Regions from separate parts of the Mus musculus genome. Here region 2 is linked to region 1. Evidence: chromatin contacts called from public Hi-C data. All regions are on one chromosome and are shown on one strand. Each heading gives the region's core, a stretch centred on a gene start, on an enhancer-like site or on the middle of the called end of the contact. The rest is flanking DNA. Distances are from core to core; before and after follow the strand shown. Region 1 overlaps Dock4 (dedicator of cytokinesis 4). Region 2 has its middle 33 kb from the start of Dnajb9.

Evidence for each region. A called contact is a pair of places that touch in the nucleus more often than the background predicts.
Region 2: a contact with region 1 is called in a Hi-C map of cortical neurons, with 7 times the contacts expected there. The contact joins two enhancer-like sites. A contact is called at or near these places in 1 of 39 promoter capture datasets (hippocampal neurons), 1 of 15 datasets of contacts at CTCF or cohesin (pro-B cells), 114 of 484 Hi-C or Micro-C datasets (the 63-12 cell line, the AtT-20 cell line, B cells and 75 more) and 5 of 115 datasets of contacts at active chromatin or transcription factors (PVALB interneurons, astrocytes, bone marrow-derived dendritic cells and 2 more).

Annotation. Positions count from the first base shown.
Region 1 is chr12:40,835,383-40,838,492 of GRCm38.p6, forward strand. It overlaps Dock4 (dedicator of cytokinesis 4), which reads left to right. Exons shown (of 53, transcript NM_172803.2): 50 at 1,248-1,320; 51 at 3,059-3,110. Among named protein-coding and RNA genes, the nearest start is that of Immp2l, 190 kb to the right of the region's middle. Within about 2 kb of position 1,684, at least 38 of the 459 cell types and tissues checked have an H3K27ac peak or open chromatin away from gene starts, as enhancers often do. A contact at or near this core is called in brain, cortical neurons, forebrain and 2 more, where this site is marked.
Region 2 is chr12:44,175,568-44,178,677 of GRCm38.p6, forward strand. No RefSeq gene overlaps it. Among named protein-coding and RNA genes, the nearest start is that of Dnajb9, 33 kb to the right of the region's middle. Within about 2 kb of position 1,619, at least 22 of the 459 cell types and tissues checked have an H3K27ac peak or open chromatin away from gene starts, as enhancers often do. A contact at or near this core is called in brain, cortical neurons, forebrain and 2 more, where this site is marked.

The DNA of each region.
Region 1 (3,110 bases), core at 434-2,933:
TGCCCAGACCTTCCTGTTTGTCCATAGCTATTGGGAAGAGCTGCAGCTGACTCCTTTCCCCAAGAATGTAGGTGCAATCTGTTTGCCTTTGCCATTGATCTTCCATGGATTACCAGGAAAGGGGCTGTGTCCTGGAGATGTCATACGAGCTAGGGAATGTGGTTCCGCCGGTCACTCAAACCTCGCTTTCAAAAACCTGAGTGAGCATGGGCCACAGGCCCAGTCCAGGGGCAACGTATGTGCATTGGAGGGTGGGTACGAAGTTGAAGATTCGTGTTGTATCCCTGAGTTTTTTTCACAGTTTATTTGGGACTAATTTTAAGAGCAGAGAAAACTCCTTGTTTCTGCTCCAGCTAATTTCTCTGTTTTTCTACACCATCCTGGCAGAAGTCTGTAGCTGCATCTGGAATTGGATGAGAGCGAGTGGGATTTGGCTTGATTGGTTTATCTTTGCTGATTGTGTGATCTTCCCGAAAGGCCCAGGATACCTCCTCTGCGCAGCACTGATGTCTTGCAGAAATGATTTCTGAGTGCGTTTGCCTGAACCAGCTAACCAATTTTATTTCCCGTTGTCACTGGCATTGCAAGGGGATTTCAGTTTGTTTCATCTGCTCTAAGAGATCATGTGCCAGCATGGGAAACTCTGAAAGGCTTCCTTGATTAGTCCTGAGTTATCTGTCTTGGGTAAAATTTGAATCAGTATATATGTTACCAAAATTATAATAATGTATAATGCTGTAGGTTTCCACTTTTTCTTTTCATGAGTTAGGTAGAGCTATGTAATATTGGTAATTTTGTAGGTTAAAATTATAGAATATTCATTAGCTCATTTTTGTCTATTATAGTATTTGAACTATAAGTTTGTCTATATAGTAGGTTTTTAAATTAATATTTCTCCTTTCATTCTTATTCATGTCATACTGCCAGTCTAGCAGTATACACTTGTAAAGAACATCATACCTAGCGAATTCTTACTATTAATTTTCCCTATGTTTATTATGAGTAATTATTTACCATTTATATTTAATGTAAAACACCATTTCTTATTATGTTTCTTTCAGAAAACCTAAGACTCTGTTTCCCCTTTTCTCCTTAAATAGAGTTTAATTATTTGTTCCTAGGCTCATTATACCATATAGAAAATGTTTTGAGCAAAGAGTTTCATAAGGAGATAACCATCTCATTTTCTAAAAGGCATCCTACCTCAGCATATTATATCATAAAAATGGACTCTTCTCCCTTTCCAGAGGATGCTGTTTAATCATATTGGAGATGGGGCCTTGCCTCGAAGTGACCCCAACCTTTCTGCACCTGAGAAAGGTGGGTACCAGTCATCCACCCCTTGTAGGTCCTAGAATGTGTCAGGGTTTGTTGTGTCCTCATTTCCCCCAGTCTTCTGTGTGCCGTGTGGCAGGTAGAGCTCTAGACTGTTAATGATCAGGGTGAGTGTGATCTTTAGGCAATTAGTGAAAGGCAGTTTATCATGATCCATTCTCCATAAACTCCTAAGCTCTGAGCAAATTAGAAGCTCCTTTGTGTAATGGCTTTCTGTTGTTCAGCGAGCCCAGGCCAAGCCTGCTCTCCCTGAAGCAAAGTTGCCAATTAAGCCACTAGTTCACACAATGAAAGTAGCTACTCCTCAGATTGATTCCACAGACCCCATCCATTGTCTCCTTCACAAAGCTCATATTCAGCCAGCTCAACTGTTGTTGGTGGTCACTCACACAGGCTCTTGTACCATTAAATGCCATGCAAGCATTGCGATCAGACGCATAATGGAGTGGGGCCCGCCTCAAGGTCAAGCACACACAAATAAGATGCACACACCAAATGCATGCATAGAGCTAAGAAGCCAATTAGCAACACACAGACCAGGAAGAGCAGATTAAATGTCGCTTCCTCCACTGTGGGTGCAGGGACTTGCAAAGTCACCCGTTTGCCTCTCAGGGTCAGGCCTCAAAAATAGCAGTCTCGCAGGCTAATGAATCAAGACTCACTAATGAAATGTCCCAGTAAAGTGCACTTTAATTGCCCCCATTAAGAACTAGGCTGTATTACCATTTTGGTACACTGATAGATTAACATTAAAACTTCCCAAAGGGAGATGAAAATTAGTGAGGGCCTAGCCAAAATTATTTTAAAGCATGGAATTAGCTTTAATGTTGTAAGTCAAGCATTGATCTTCACCAGGAGAAACTAGGGATGTGCTGTTATTTTTACCAACTTTACTAAAGAAAACTACCCAGCAAATATAAAAGAAATAGAGAAAAAAAAATAATGTTTAAAATATTTCCACCCCATTAAATCAAAGCAGTAACTTGGAGGAATAAAACGTGGCAATTCTCACTGCGTCCGTCAGATGGCAGTATCTGCACGGGAAGCAAGCGGGAACGCTGGTTTTACTATTAGAAACTTCATTGTGGAGTGTTTCATAACCTTGTGTGTCCTGCCCTGCTTCCTAGCAGAGCTGTCTATATTCCTACACCGTGATGCCTGGAGCAGATGGATTGCAAAGTAACAATGACGTTATCAGCAGTCCAAGTGGTTTTCTCAGGACTTACTTAGTGTAATCTGTCCATTTGGAACTCATCCTTTCCTGACAGGACTGGTCAGTGTGGCACCCTCAACCCTGTCCTTGGTACTTCTGCCACACAGTTGAAATAAGAGAGTGCCCTTTGCCTCATCACCTCCTTTAGATGGCCATTTGTTCAGACATTTCTACAAATAGGCTGATGACTATATTTTCCATCTATTTCTCAGCATCTAAACACATTTGGAATTCTCAGCAGGTTGCTACTCCCTGGCATAGAGATTTGCAGTTCTGTTTGACAGCTTGAGGGAAATAAAGAGACCTGCTGTTACTCAATTAAATGTCAGCTCTGTTAGGTAACCAATTAGAGAGAGGTTTAATATTGGGGAAGTGTCCTGCTTGGTTACTGCTTAAGGTTTTGTGGTCTTTTTGACTACGTTCTGGATAATTCTGCCAGACTCCTAAGATCTCAAGCATTTGAAAGGCAAAGCTGGCTCTTGTGTGTTTAGCTGTGTTATTCCCTTCCAGCTGTGAATCCCACCCCTAGCAGCTGGAGCCTGGACAGTGGGAAAGAAGCCAA
Region 2 (3,110 bases), core at 369-2,868, 3.3 Mb after region 1:
CCCACCCGAAGATGCAGCGCAAAGTGGACTGTCTCAAAGGTGTCTCAGCAGGCAGCAGGATCTCGGAGAAGAGCAGCTGCAGTTGACACAACTAAAGAAACCAGCCAAGTCTGAGGCCACCACCTCAGTAGCAGCAAGGTCTGCACCAGCCCACTTCAGGCTGGGGGAGGCTACAATAATTGGCTACTGGTTGCGGATGGGTAAATGGAGGCAGTGCTCAAAATACTCTGAAGCTCATAGTGATAAACCAAAATAGAGGTAAACCATCCTCAGTCCTCCAGGAACTCTGATAAAGACTGCGGTAGGCAACTACTAGGGGGCACAGAATGAGAAGTCAGGAAATATTAACAGCAATTCATTATATTCTATATAACAGTTCATAATTATATTCCTTCCCAGGAGAGCTAGAGATGTATATTTAGCAGCAGACAGGGCCATGTCCCTCACAAGATTTGCTGCCAATACATACATCTGTCAGTTGATTTACATATAACAAAAAACAACTGAAGCTATAATTTGTGTTCATGATAAACATAGATTTGGAAGACATTTGCTATATCCTTCCTTTTTGCTTACTTAAGCACGGGGCAAATACAAAAGACACTACCAGAATTTGCTTAGAATTGAAAGTAGGGATTGTGGGCAGGGTTGTGAGTGTGTGAAACATTGCCATTTCTATTGTAATCCTGGAACCATCATTTTAAATTGTGAACTGCGGTTGTTGTGCACCAAGGAGCAGGAGCCTTTCCTGATGGGAAGGCATTGGCAGGAGGCGTCATTTGTCAGGGAAGAAAGGAGCATAATTCAAAGGGAAAGTTGCCTTGCCCAGCCTGGGAACTTAAAACAAATGAAACAAAACTCCAGCCTTTGATTCAGGGCCAGGGAAGCACTCCTGACCCTCCAGTGACAGGAAGTTGCCCCCACCATGTCTCGCTTCCTCCTTGAGGCGCTTCCTCCTTGAGGCACGAGACAGCTAATGAGGAGCCAGAGTTAGATGAGGGTGGGCGCAGGACACTGTCAGGGAGGTTTCGTGACTTGATTGTTTCTTATGTAGTCTGTGGTGGTCTCTGGAATGCATCATTCTCCTCACGCTCTCCCCTTGCTTTCTCTCCTGATCTCAGGCTCTGCAAAAGTACAGATTGCATCCAGTGTGTGTGTGTGTGTGTGTGTGTGTGTGTGTGTGTGTGTGTGTGTGTGTGTGTTTGCTTCTCCTTCCTGACATTCCCTGCTACTTCTTTGTTGCAATTTCTACCCTAGAGCCTCTCTTCACAAACTTGAATCTAACGCAGGCAGCAGGCACGTTATAATGAGTTACCCATTCATCCATTCCACTATCTTTTGAACAAATATTCATTTACAGCCTGTGATGGATGAGCTATTTGAGAAGGGAGAAAACCCAGTCTACCATGCACCCCTCTGCCGTCCACATTTCTAAGAAATTCCAAAACCTCTGCCCCTAAAACAACCATATACACTGTTTGCAGCTATGATCTAGATAGATATATAAAGAGAAGGTATTCCACAGAAATTACAAATCTATTCTAACAATGTTCTGCGCATCCTGGCTGGATGCTACCCTCCTCCTTTAGTAGCTAAGTAAAATGAACCAGCAGAGCAAATAGAATCTGGTGCCCATGGCAACCTGCATTGCTGCTTTGAACTTGTCAATCCGCCACAAGGAAATCACATTAATGGGATGTTTTTCTGCTACAAATAGCTTTTGCTTTCACATTTTAATTACAGTGCTAGATTTTTTTTAATCTCTAAATTCTTCAAAAACATGAGCAAGAGAGATACTAATATTGTTTCAAAAATGTTATTTAAGTTCTGCATAATTGGGGGAAGGAGACTAGATAGAAAGAAAGAAAAAAAGGCAATGCAGTCGTGTTCCCCTCTATATATGACATGGACAGGAAAAAGTCTTAAGCAAATAACCTTTTAGCTTTTTGTTTTTTAATTTCTAAAAATTGGTAAAACCAGAGATGACAATATGCACCTCACTGAAGTGTCAGGGCTAATGTCTGCAAAGTGGTAAGGACAGCATTACAGCTGATCACTTAGAACTGATGATTAATGGGAGGTAGGGGAACTTGGCTTTCAACTTGGCTCTAAGCTACCTCAGTCAGTCAGTATCAGTCAGCAAAGGAATTCCTTTTGGCTCTCTTTCATTACTTAAGTGTGGACTGTGTCTGGAGAGTTTATGAGTAACTGAATAATTTCATGAATATGACAAAATTACGCGAATTTCTACCACTGAGAAAGCCACAAAATGGGAGATGGCTTCTATGTGCCACTGTACCGAAGGGAAACTCCAAGGAAGATAAAATTAAGCAACAGCAACAAGAGAAGAACTCAGGGCATTTTACTTAAGCCATTCCACAGTTTCCTTCATTCTTACTGGACTAAAAACTGGGCATATGACACAGAGCGGTTAGAGACCACACTTGTGATGCAATTGATAAGCTGGTAGTATCTTTGTCTTTCTAATTATTATTATAGTCCTGGGTTGTTGTTGTTGTTGTTGTTGTTGTTGTTGTTGTTGTTTAGACAAATGGAGAAAGCAATCTATGCAACATTTAGGAGCCCACTTCCATGCTCTGAATTTATTCTCTTTGCAACCTATAGGTAAGAAGGATTATAAACACAGGCTATGACAGAGCTCTAGACTCTCTGGATCTTACTTTTCAGGAAGAAAGATTCAGTCTCCAGAATTGGCTGCTTTGTTTCCCGGCTTGCTCTTTGAACCCATTTTATTAAGGTATCATTGATACCCAAAGAACTGCTCAACGTGTCCAATCTGATGTGTACATCCCAGCTCATGTGATTGTCATGGCAATTGTCGACTACTTTCTGGAATATTTCCTAGGGCATTGTTGACTGGAGACTTAGACCAGCCTTAGAAGTTTCCCAACAACCACTGCCACCTGAGTAGGTCTTCTTAGTAGAACCATTCTCATAGACAAACCAGAGCCCAGAGAGTGAAGGGTGGAAGCACAAGGGAACTAGCATCACCGCTCATCAGTTCATAGTTTGCTCTTAACCCCTGACATTTAGAAAAATTATGGACAGGTCCTATCTACTCTCAAACCAATCATATCATATCGAAGAAA